Regions from separate parts of the Mus musculus genome. Here region 1 is linked to region 2. A link is a contact called in public HiChIP or PLAC-seq data. All regions are on one chromosome and are shown on one strand. The core of a region is the stretch at or near the end of the contact, and the rest is flanking DNA. Distances in the headings are between cores, read along the strand shown. Region 1 overlaps Tspan5 (tetraspanin 5). Region 2 overlaps Eif4e (eukaryotic translation initiation factor 4E).

Region 1 (6,333 bases), core at 3,812-6,311, 330 kb before region 2:
ACTTAGTATTCTTCTAGGATATCATCAATTTTTTTAAATGGGCTTTTTATCTGTGACTCATATTCATGTGTGAGCAAAGCTCAGAGCGTTCTCAAACACTTCCGTGATCCATGGGCGAGCATAAAAAACTTAGTAGATAACAGGACAATTATCTAGGTGGCTCTGCCAAAGCCAACAAACATGCTACAAATGAAATACCAAGATAAAATTCTTCCCTGAATGGAAAAAAAATAATAGAGATCGCAACTGGTGCTCTAGCAGACTCCTTGCTCCTCCGTCCTCTCTGGCTTCACTTTGAGGATAACTTGGCTTCTCAGAGCAGCTCATTTGAATACTCTCCCTAGCCTGCAGGGACACTTTTAATTGAGGGGCTTTCAACTGTTTCCATGGAAACCGATGATAATTTGAGAGCCTAGTTTCCTTATCTAATTCTAAATTCCAGGAAAAGACAGTGCTGGAGACAGGTACCACCAAGTGCCAGGGGCTCTGTGCATGCAACACAGGGAGGACCCCTGAGGACTTTACTTTTGATGGGTTCAGAGCACACCCAAGTTGTTATCAGTTGTAAATTAATTCAGACTTCTTTTTTCCCCAGAGTGGGGTAAAAGAAAACCTTATACCATAGGAACAGATGAGCTTACATACACTTCCATTGTGGTGGTACATGTCTACAGTCCCAGCATTCAGGGTGAAAGCAAGACATCTCAAGTTGGAGACCAGCCTAGGCTAGAGACATTGAAACTAGCCTGGGGCTACACACACACACACACACACACACACACACACACACACAGAGCAAGAGAGAGCGAGTGAGCAAGAGACAGACAGACAGAGACAGAGACAGAGAGAGAGACAATGAGGAGCGTTCCCAAAATATAAACAGCAAATAAATATTACATTACCTAATAAGTTGGATGTTCTTAGTGTGTGTGTGTGTATATGTGTGTGTGTTGGAATGAATAAATCCATATAACACTCGTTACCCCACAGTTATACTTTCTGCTGGGGAGAATATAGCACACCCACGCTCGGTACTCTTCAAGCATACAGTATATTCAGTATGCTCTCTGTCACCTGGAATGAGGTTAGAATCTCGATGCGGAGGGAAAGCAGGCTGATGCTCCCATCTGTCAGTACTGCTTCAGAGAGCTGGTCTATTTCTGATTACACAGGACTTCAAAACAAACCGCATACATTCCTCATTTTTTAGATTACAAAAGTGATGGGAGCCAAGGCGTCATTTTTCTGGTGTCAGAAGCGTGAGGCGCTCTCCCTGGACTTTTAATTCTGGGGAGCCGAATATGACAAATTAGGAAGAAGTGCTAGTCCATGCCTGCTGAATAATAATGATAATGCAAGCTTAAAAAAAAAAAAACCTACAACTCTAAGGTCACAGGTAAGTCAGCCAAGTGTAGAGTAGGTGCTTAGATCTGCAGTGAATCCTGAGGAGCCTGTGATGAGAAAACAGCAGTTACCTGGTTACCAGAAACCTGTGGCGCCCACCCTCTTCTGTGGGGACTCCTCCTCTTCATCCTCTTCATCCCTGTCAGTGCTCCCCAGCTTCTCCAGAGCCCCTCCCCACCCCAGAGAGCAGGGAAGTCTCAAGTCCTCCCGCTGGGATGCAGACATTTATGACCGGCTCTTCTCTCTGGGGACCAGAGCTAGGAAAGTGCACACCGAGAGCCACGGAGCCACGTACAACCATGTGTCGGGCTAATTTTTACCACATGGAGAAATACAAAGGTGGTGCTTAAGAAAAACACCACATGGGGGCTAGAGAGATGGCTCAGAGGTCAAGAGCACTGACTGCTCTTCCAGAGGTCCTGAGTTCAAATCCCAGCAACCACATGGTGGCTCACAAACGTCTGTAATGGGATCCGATGTTCTCTTCTGGTGTGTCTGTAGACAGTTACAGTGTACTCATGTACATAAAATAAATAAATCTTAAAAAAGACAAAGAAAAGCAGCACAAGAGCAGGGGGGATTCCAGCTATTTCCTGGGCATACAAGCTGGTGGCCCCCGCCCTTTGGGATGGAGGTGCAAGGAGTGGAAGTTCACGGCCATCCTTAGCTACACAGTGAATTCAAAGCCAGGCCATACAGGAAACTCGAAACAAAATATCAAGGTGGAAAGAAAACTAACAAGGACTAAAAGAGAAAGTTCTACTTGAGTTTTTAATCTGGACCCAGAGAGTCTTGCTTTGATGCTCCTGAAGATTTTAACAGAGCCTGTCTAAAACTAAAGCTCACACTTCATGCTGGAAAGAGGGAAGGGCTGTTTAGGGACATCAGAGAAGAAGAGTGAAAGAAGTACTACGTCTCAACTGATGCCTTCTCCAGGCTAGCTGGTGACCCATGTCAGCAGCAATTAAGGCTGGTCCTGGCTCATTCATGAGAACTGGCTTTCAACTCAGCATTAGCAAAGAGATGAGCAGTCTGGATGGAACCTGGGGACTCTGGTAGCGACATCACTGGCCAGCAATACTACCACGGCTTACGTCCTAATTCTGCACGTAAAGTTGACTATCTTAGCTTTGGAGTTTAAACACTAACTTTTAAATCTTGAAACTTATTTTTTAAAAACGAGCACAAACCGTCCTCTGGCGACTGTCCCTCCAATAGCCAGAGCTGACATGACAAGCACACACACATGGCCTAGCACTGGAATGTGACAAGTTTTTATCCTTCTCCTACCTGTATGCTCCAGGCATGGAGGGGGTAGTGAGGCCAATGATGTTGACCTTGGCAGAAGTCAGAAAATGCCACTCTGAGATGCTGAGTCTAGGTGGAGGGAGAGTGGAGTGACTGGTCACCTGTGCTTAGGGTGACAAGGAAGGGAGATTCTGACCCCCTTGGGGGGTCGGGGGGAAGCAGATGCAGAAAGAGAAGGGATGAGAATAAGGGAAAATAATGGTGGTGTGTGTGTGTGTGTGTGTGTGTGTGTGTGTGCGATTAAGAATATTAAGATTATAATAATAGGAGCTGATGTAAATTAGCACACATTCCTAAACTTGCCTCATATTCATGCTGCAATCCAGCTCAGATTACGGCTGTCCCAGCAAGCAAGAGAGGAAAGCCGAATCACTCATAACATAAAGCGCTGCTCTAAACACGAGATACAGCTCAGTCCATTACAAACGTGAAAGCAACAAGTGTTTTCAACAAATCGCCACTCCAGAAACTGGACAACCAGCTTTTGTTATTTTGTCTTTTTTTTTTTCTTCAGAGCTATGTATACGTATGCATGTATGTGTGCCAACCTGATGTGTGGGAAGTATGTAGAAGACAGGCGTTGACACTAGACTTTTTTTTTTTTTTTTGTCAACTGCTTCTCCATCATTTTTGTTTGTTTGTTTTTAGAGACAGAGTCCTTTCCTGAACCTGGAGTTTACCATTTTGGCTATACTGTCTAGTGAGATCCTGGCATCTTGTGACCTCCCAGTGCCAGACTTAAAAGTGTGTGCCATCTTGTCCTGATCTTAACGGACGCTGGGGATCTGGATTTAGGTCCTTGCCGGTGCACAGTAACCACTTTGCCCTCTGACCCACCTCCCTCCCCAGACACGGCAATTCTGTTTTTAATTCTTCATTTGAAGCAATGTCAGTATGTAGTTCAGGTTGGCCTCAAAGTCAACGTGCAATCCAGGCAGGGCTTGAACTCAGTGTGATCCTCCTGTTGTAGCCTCTTAGATGTTTGGATTATCTCTATATACTATTTCACATGGCTCCTAGCTTTATAGATTAATTCATTTTTTGAGGGACCTCTATTCCTTTCTTCATAACGGCTCTTCTAATTTATATTTTTACCAACACTGTGCAAGGGTTCACTTTCCACACCTTCATTAGCACTTGTTATTATCTTTCATCTGGCAAAATTGTTTTGCATCTCAGTTTCTCTGCTTACTGCCTATGTGATTGTAGGCAAGCCGCCTCACCTGCCTAAGCCTCAATTTACACATCCGTGAAATTATAGCATATGCCATAAGGTGATTATGAGAACGAGATAGATCAAGTAAATGCAAACACTCTGCGCGAAATACCTGGCACAGAAAAGAATCCAGTGACAGCTTAGCTCTATCATCCACATCTCTATTACGTTAGGACAAGGGGATGCCACCACATCCACGGGTACATCTGAGAGGAAGGATGCTCTGGCTGGGTTTGTGTGTCAACTCGACACAAGCTGGAGTGAGCAGAGAGGAAGGAGCCCAGTTAGCCAGCTGAGGAAATGACTCCAGGAGATCCAGCTGTAAGGCATTTCCTCCTTTAGTGATCAACGTGGGAGTTGGCATCCCCTGGGCTAGCGGTCCTGGGTTCTGTAAGAAAGCAGGGTGATCAAGCCACAGCAAGGAAGCAAGGAAGCAGGAAGCCAGTAAGCGGTGCACCTCCATGGCCTCTGTATCAGCTCCTGTTTCCAAGATCCTGCTTCAGTTCCTGCCCTGACTTCCTCTGGTGATAAGTAGCAATGTGGAAGTGGAAGCTGAATAAACCCTTTCCTGCCCAACTTGCTTTTTGGTCATGCTATTTTGTCTCAGCAAAAGAAACCCTAAGACACTCGCTCTCACTCGCACGTATACACATACGCACGCACGCACGCGCTACCAGAGAGGAATCTCTTGCTCCAAGTACTTCCCCTGCCTGGTGCCTAAGGAAATCTGAGGCCACTCTGTTGATTTCACAAAGTGAGGCAAAAGTATCTGGAGCTCGCTAATTGGATCTTTGCGGGACAGGGTAGGGGGTAAAAATAATAGAAGCTTGTACAGAGGAGGGCAGAGGGGAGAACCAGGAGGGAGCAAAAGCAGGACTAGGTAAAAGCTTCTATGGGTACCCAGAAGCGGCACAGCGGGAGGAAGAAGACGGAGAAGTCACAGCCTCAAGGGGACCCTGCCCAAGCAGCAGCTGGATCCTTCTGCAGCCAGGGAGCTGACAGCACATGGTGGCGGTTGGACTCAGAACTCTGCAGTGACCTTCTTATGGTTGCTCAACTCCAGTCTGTCCGCATAAGCTCCGGTAAGAGGGTGGAAACATCCGCCAACCTTCGTCCCCACCGCGTCACCAGCACCTCATCCGCCCAGCCATCTCTGCTGCTGAAGCAGCATCTTCTTCACGGTTCCCGCAAGAGAGGAGTCTGTTCTGGGTAACAATTTCTTCTTCAAAGAAGTTGCTTTTTGCAAGCGCCAGAAACAAAAAAAGGCAAACAAAGCTGCGGTGTGTTCCAAGCCAATACACTTCAGGAGTGTCTGTGGTTTTCCTCAGCGCCAGCACAGAGCAGCCTCTGTGTGCCACCTGGCAGGCTGCAGTTTCTTCTGTCAACCCACACAGAGAAGAACTGCAAAAAAATAGCAGGAACGCACCCCGGGGTCTGGGGCTCTCCTGTCTTTTCATAAACAAGCAGATTCCTTCCAACGGCTGGACGAGAAACAGAGAGGCAGGCATATGAAATGTGTACAAACCCAGACCAGTTGAATTCCGCTGAGATATTTCTGACACTGGGTCCTGATTCACCTATGCCCCACACACCAGGCCTTACCGTAATGGTGGGCCTGAAAACCTCCCCAGGATACGAGGGAAGGAGCCATTTCCATTGCTGACAATGGCGGGTGCGACATTTCAAAGAACATGCAGCTCCCCATAGAGGGGGTTGTCCTGGAGAATTGGAAATGTGTTTCTGAAGGATGTCCGCAGAAGGACCAGGCAGGGGACTATGGAAACACATCAAAGGCCCTCCAAGAATGTGCCATGGCAGTCATTTTGTAAAAACCCAAGTCTCCATCTACGGGATGGATGAACTGCGCAGAGGCCAGAGGGGGTAGGGGATGAAGAGTGCCAGGAGAGCGTGTCAGGAGATGTGATGGGGCGAGAGCAGCCTAGCTCACACCTAGTAGAAAAGCTCACAAGCAGGAAAGCCAACTGCTTCAAAGGCACAAGATCCCTTCCATTTTACCTTGTCAAGCAAGTTCATCAGAGTGACTCAAGTAATCCTTTCTTGCAAAATTAAAAAAAAAAAATCGTCATGAGGTATCTTTGAAGAGATGAAGAGGGTTACGATCATCTTTTAAGCCTATACAGAATCTAGCAGTCAAGCAGCTGTTGGGAGGACAGCTGGGCCAAGTTCCACAGGCTGGCATTGCTCACAGGTAGGGAAGACACAGTCCCCGCCCCCACGAGTGAGTGACTGTCCCGCAGACACAGCTCCACACAGAAGTGTCCCCACATGCTAAGGTCCCTGTGTTCCTTGCCGCTTGCTGGATTCTTTCATGTATCTATTTAGAAGGCAGAAAATATACTTAGGAACATTCTAGTCTTAAACAGAATATTTAAACAGAAAAAGCA
Region 2 (5,847 bases), core at 696-3,195:
CTGACTAGCTTAGAATCACAGTGCTGTACAGACACACACTAGGTGGGGGCTCCATGGTTTTGGAGAGGGGAATAGCGGTGATGGACTTGCTAACAATGCACTAGACAGAATGAGGGGCAGAAAAGTGAGCCACAAAAAGCCATGCATAGATAGATCCTCGGTCCTATGGTGACTCGGAGGGCGTGTCATAGTGTGACTTTGTGCAGTTTACAGAGAACACAGTCAAATTCTCTGGGGCACAGTGAAATTTGAATTTCAGGGGAAATTCAAGTCCTTATAGTCAGAGTCTCTTTCAGCTTCCAGATTAAACCAGAAGAAAGTCATATCATAGGAATAAAAGTCATGGCACTATGGGTAAGGTCTAAGTCTTAAATATAAAACAAATCTTGATAGTGTCAAGACTTCTATCTATAGACTAACAGCCTCCAGAAATAAAACTTCACTCTTCAGAGAGAACACAATCTTGAGCCTATGTATTAAGCTCACAATCTACCAATTAATCAAATATTGCATGGTAAAGAATTTAAGTGACTAAATATTCAAAAGATTTTTAAGTCTAAAGACAATTCAGATAACAGTTATCAGGCAAAGACTTAACCACAATTAGCATTGAGATACAAATTATCCCATGTAAAGTTTTTAGATTTACTTTATATGTATATGAGTGTCTTGCCTGCACATATGTATGTGCACTATATTTATGTGCACAATAGCCACATCAGGTCCCCTAGACCTAAAATTACAGATGGCAGTGTGGGTGCTGGGAAGCAAGGTTGTCTGGCAGAGCTACCAGTGCTCCTAACCACAAAAGCATCATTCCAGCCCTTAAATTTTTTTTTTTTTTTTTGAGACAGGGTAGCCCTGGCTGGACTGGAAGACGTGCCCACTATTGCATTCTGCATGCTGGAATTAAAACTATATGCCACGACATGCAGCTAAATACAAACTTATTTTTAAGGTTGTTTCCTACAGAGTACAGATGCTAGGACTGTATTGCATTTATAAAATGTTTAAAAACAAGCTTCAAACTTCTTGGATGTATCCAAGGCTGGAGAGATGGTTCAAGGGTAAAGAGCACTGACTGGCTGTTCTTCCAGAGGGCCTAGGTTCAATTCCCAGAAACCACAGGCAGCTCACAACCATCTGTGATTCCAGTTCCAGGAGATTCAACACCCTTACAAAGACGTACATGGAGGCAAAACACCAATGCACATAAAATTTAAAAAGTAATTCATAAAAGTTGTTTTAAAGTAAAGTGAATCATTTGGACAAAAAGTAAAGGCTAACTTAATAGATGGCTACTCTCAAAATAATCTAACACATTTTAGCCTAATTGACAGCCTGCCCTTGAAAGGTCACAGAATAAAATAATAAGTGCATTACACAAGGGTAGACCTTAAGGAAGAATAAAACCATAGGATGGTGTTATGTTTACTCTCTAGAAGATCATATCCAAAGTCCCTGAAAGTGGGGTGAGTTTGGATGGTATACTGCAGTGACTGTGAAGGCCTCGGATGTCAAGCTAAGAAAGCACGCCTCAGCTGTTGGGTAAGCAGTGGAAGCCACTAACTAGCAGATCAAAGAGATTAAATATCAGTGGCAAGTAAGGGAAGAGAAAAATATCGTCAGTTCAAACACAAAGGGTAGCCTGGTTTTAGATCAGCTGAGTTTATATGGGTCACATACAATGTTCAGTAATGTGCTTGAGTAAGCTGCTGTACCAACAGCAGAAAGTTGTAAAAAATAAAATTAAAAAAAAAAAAGGAAAAGCCTTGCAAGAGCAGGACAAATCCAACAGCTAGCTGCAAAACCTCAAGCCTTCTCAACATTCTGTAAAAAAACTATCACACCAACAAGTTAATACTATCAATGTGTCACAGTCCTAATGTTATTTGGCTAAGTATTTCCTGCAGCTGTTTTCTCTAATAAATGTGATGAAATTTTAGTCTCACTTTCATCACATCAATTTTGTGTCGGTTCACAAAATCCTGGTATGCTTAAAACCTGGTATAAGGTTTTAATATTCAAACTGTCACCAACTTGCAATGTGAATATGCATTTAAACCATCTTTTCTGGAAATGAATATTGCCCTCCAAGCCCCTGATTGGTGACTACTACCTCCATCCCACAAAGAACTGAGGCTTTCTCTTTCATTTTAGGGAAGATCACACAACTTTTAATCTTCATTTGAAGTGTACAAAATTCCTCCGTTCAGTCCACGGCTTTCCTGGCACATGGCTTTCCTAGATTCAAAGCAGTAACTCCAAGTGCGACCTGCACACTATATTTACTGCTGGTCTACATACTTGTGATGGTCGACAGGGAAGTTAAGCTATTGAAATGTAAAGCAAACATTTGGAAACATTTACTGCATTTTACAGTAATTATATATCTACTAAAATCAGTCACATACATTTTTCAGAGTACATGTCATTTGTAAAAGCAGTACCTTTTTTTTTTTTTTTTTTAGAGCCAAGGTCTCAAAAAAGCTGGCCTCAAAAAGATTAGGTAGCAGAGGTCAGATGAGACTCTACCATCCAAGTGCACTTCACTAAATCTGACTTCTATCAACAACACAAGTTTTTCACCACTATGTGGGATATGCTGGGCTCAATTCATATCTACAGCCATCTGGAACCCCAGCTTTGCCATTCATTTTGTATAATTCTGAGAATGTAACATTTTCTGAACCTTCTTTTTCTCTTCATCAGATGGGTATTACAGCACCTATCACTGCTGGGTCCAGATGAACCAATAGATGCAAAGCCTTCCTTCCACCACTGTCAGTTCTCAATGAATGTACCAGGGACAAATCTTTGGGCATTTCTATTACAGACCTGGCATGTCCTTGTATCTGGAATGGTTCCAGAATTATAAACTTTAATCCTCTTTAAAAACAAAACAACAAAACTTATGGGTTATGTGCACATGAATGCAGTGCCCAAAGCCAGAGGCATTGGATCCCTCCTGGAGCTGGTGTTACAAACTGTATCAATGTGGATGCTGGGAACTGAACTCAGGTATTGTAGAAGTCTATACCACCAAACCACCTTTCCACCTCTTCCTTTACCATTTCTTAAACAAACAAACAAACAAACAAACAAAACTAATTGTATGGTTTCATGGTGTGATGGTTTGTATATGCTTGGCCCAAGGAGTGGCACTATTAGGAGGTGTGGCCTTGTTGGGACAGGTGTGTCGTCGTGGGTGTGGGCTCTAAGACCCTCATCCCAGCTGCCTGGAAGTGCATCTCCTCATAGTAGCCTTCAGATGAAGATGTAGAACTCTCAGCTTCTCCTGCACCACGCCTGCCTAGATGCTACCATGCTCCCACTTTGATGATAATGGACTGAGCCTCCAAACCTGTGAGCCAGCCACAATTAAATGTTGTCCTTATAAGAGTTGCATTTGTCATGGTGTCTGTTCACAGCAGTAAAACCCTAAGACACATGGCTTTCTATTCTTCGAATATTTGAGGTATTGCTATATGTGTAGAGATTGTACTGCGTATGTTATGATTTTGAAAAGAGGAAAGAACTATGATACATCCTGCTCACCTCTCCTCTCTGAATAATGTGTACTTAATACCTCTGGGTAGCCAGCCACTAGAAGGAATCACTTTATCCCTCCCAGAGCAAAAAGCCCAGCACTGAAGTCACTCTACTGTGGCTGTCCTGCTCCCTTCTTTCCTGTTCTGCAGCTTCAATACTTCTGGCCTGTATTCTGTATTTTTCTGCCTTGATAAACTATTGAATGGCTAGAACATAATATGGAGCTGAACTATTTATTGATGAGGAATATAATGGATAATGAAGTCAAGCACCACACTAAAGATCGAAAGAGGAAAAAGAAATAGTGTTTGATGTATTTATAATGCTCACCTATCATTCTGTGGCTATAAGCAATGCTCCATCTAACAACTTTTGTTTTCCAAGCCCTGCCCTCACTACACAGTTTTCCTAATAGCATCACATGCAATCCCAGATCTACCTATTTCTGACGGACTAGGGGGAAATATTACAAAGTATGTACAGAGGGAATCTATTGCCCAAATCCAGTTGTAGTCCCTATTTGACAATTCCTTTTATTTTAATTAGTGTGAAACTTTTCTAGAACAGGGATTTAAGTGATTAAAACTCCCTCTAAGCATCAATTTCCTTAATTGCAAAATAAAGAAGGGTCTGGCATGCAAGTGATGGACAGCTGACAACTACAGTTAGCCATGGGCAGTTTCAGTGCTGTGAATTGGGAAGAGGCAGCAGATGAGGCATATCAAACAAGATTCCTTCCCAAGCTCTGGGGTGGTCTGACTGACTAGTCCTTTTAATCTTACCATAAGGGAAAATAAATTTAAACTACAGAAGCTGAATCATTATCATTCATATCTCAGTAACTTATCACAGGAGTAATGACCTAACCTGCCTAGAGTCTATGCTCTAAAACTCAATAGTTTCTGTCTACCCTCAATTCTTTGACCAACTCTTCCAGCTTCAATCAGGCATACACCAAGTGTGGTGGCTACATGAAGAAAGAAAAATGAAACTGGTGACTTGTTTGGAACTAGCTACCTGCATGATCATTATAGTCAAATGACTCTGATGCTAACTCTTCCCTACCAAAGAACCTTGAGTAAAATCAAGTTCAATGCCACTATTCAAACTAATGGACAAAGCACAACTGACAGCCTAGCTCCCATCCCCCCTGCATCCCATCCCCTCTTCATTCTCTACTTCAAGTGCCATGATAGAAAGGAAGCACTATTACAACAGACAGAAGTGCACACCTAAGTTACAAATTCAACATCCCAACAGGCGAATGAGGACAGGTGAACACCAGCCAAAGAAACCACACATCTCATGAAAACTATGACTTTTCACTTTCTGTTGTTTCTTGTTTGAAATAGGGCCTCACTGTGTACCTGCCTCAGCCTCTGGAATGCTAGAATTACAAATATAACCCACCATATCTAGCCTCCCGAAAACTTTTTACTTAATCATTATTAAGCAGTTACTACCAGACAATGTGCTATCTCCATGTGTTTTATCTCTTTATATTCGACCTTCACAATGCTGAAGAGGTGGCCAGCAAATAAGAGCATTTACTACCTTCCAAAGGACTGAAATTTGGTACCCAGCACCTACATGGGGTGGTTTACAACCACCTGTAATTCCAGCTTCAGGGGATTCAAAGCCCTCTTCTAGCTTCTGTAGTCAGCTGCACTCATGTCTGTACACACACATTTAAATTTATTAAATTATTTAAAACTATAGTACAAAGTGATCAAAATACACTAGTATAAAAGGAACAAAGAGACACGAGAATACAGATGGCCAAATAGTATCTGAATCAATGCAGATCAAGCTGGCATTCATTAGAACTGTGGTAAAGAGGAGGTAAGTTAAAGATTAAAGAAGCTAGATTCCTCAATTTCCTTCCCTACTTCAAGCTACTGGAACTGCTATCCTGAGTTCAAAAATAAAAAAAATCTTAGAGGAAACAGGCAGAGAAGTGTGTTCAGGCTTGCTCTCTCCTGCAGCCACCCTCCACACTGCCCCCCCCCCCCCGAGATGTTATGATTGTACATGGACATAAAACAATTACAGGAAGCTATATGAAAAAGATCATTCAGCCAGGTGGCAGTGGTGCACACCTTTAACCCTAACCCTTGGAAGACAGAGGCAGGCAGATCTCTGTGTTCAAGGCCAGCCTGGTCTACGGAGCAAGTCCTAGGACAGCCAGAACTATACAACACAAAACAAAAATATTCAAAGGACAAAAAGAGGAGAAGAAAAATAACACCTTCTAACTAAAATTAATATCTAAAAGACTAGAAATAGATAATTCCC

The links. HiChIP or PLAC-seq counts read pairs in DNA pulled down with a chosen protein or histone mark.
Region 1: an H3K27ac HiChIP or PLAC-seq map of T-cell acute lymphoblastic leukemia shows a contact between it and region 2, with 3 times the contacts expected there. The contact joins two enhancer-like sites. A contact is called at or near these places in 1 of 15 datasets of contacts at CTCF or cohesin (the NIH/3T3 cell line), 2 of 115 datasets of contacts at active chromatin or transcription factors (T-cell acute lymphoblastic leukemia and cardiomyocytes) and 2 of 9 other capture datasets (adipose tissue and embryonic stem cells).

What each region holds. Positions count from the first base shown.
Region 1 is chr3:138,875,954-138,882,286 of GRCm38.p6, reverse strand. The region is part of intron 2 of Tspan5 (tetraspanin 5); the gene reads right to left. Among named protein-coding and RNA genes, the nearest start is that of Tspan5, 140 kb to the right of the region's middle. Within about 2 kb of position 5,061, at least 65 of the 459 cell types and tissues checked have an H3K27ac peak or open chromatin away from gene starts, as enhancers often do. A contact at or near this core is called in T-cell acute lymphoblastic leukemia, where this site is marked.
Region 2 is chr3:138,538,524-138,544,370 of GRCm38.p6, reverse strand. The region is part of intron 2 of Eif4e (eukaryotic translation initiation factor 4E); the gene reads right to left. Among named protein-coding and RNA genes, the nearest start is that of Mir1956, 15 kb to the right of the region's middle. Within about 2 kb of position 1,945, at least 35 of the 459 cell types and tissues checked have an H3K27ac peak or open chromatin away from gene starts, as enhancers often do. A contact at or near this core is called in T-cell acute lymphoblastic leukemia, where this site is marked.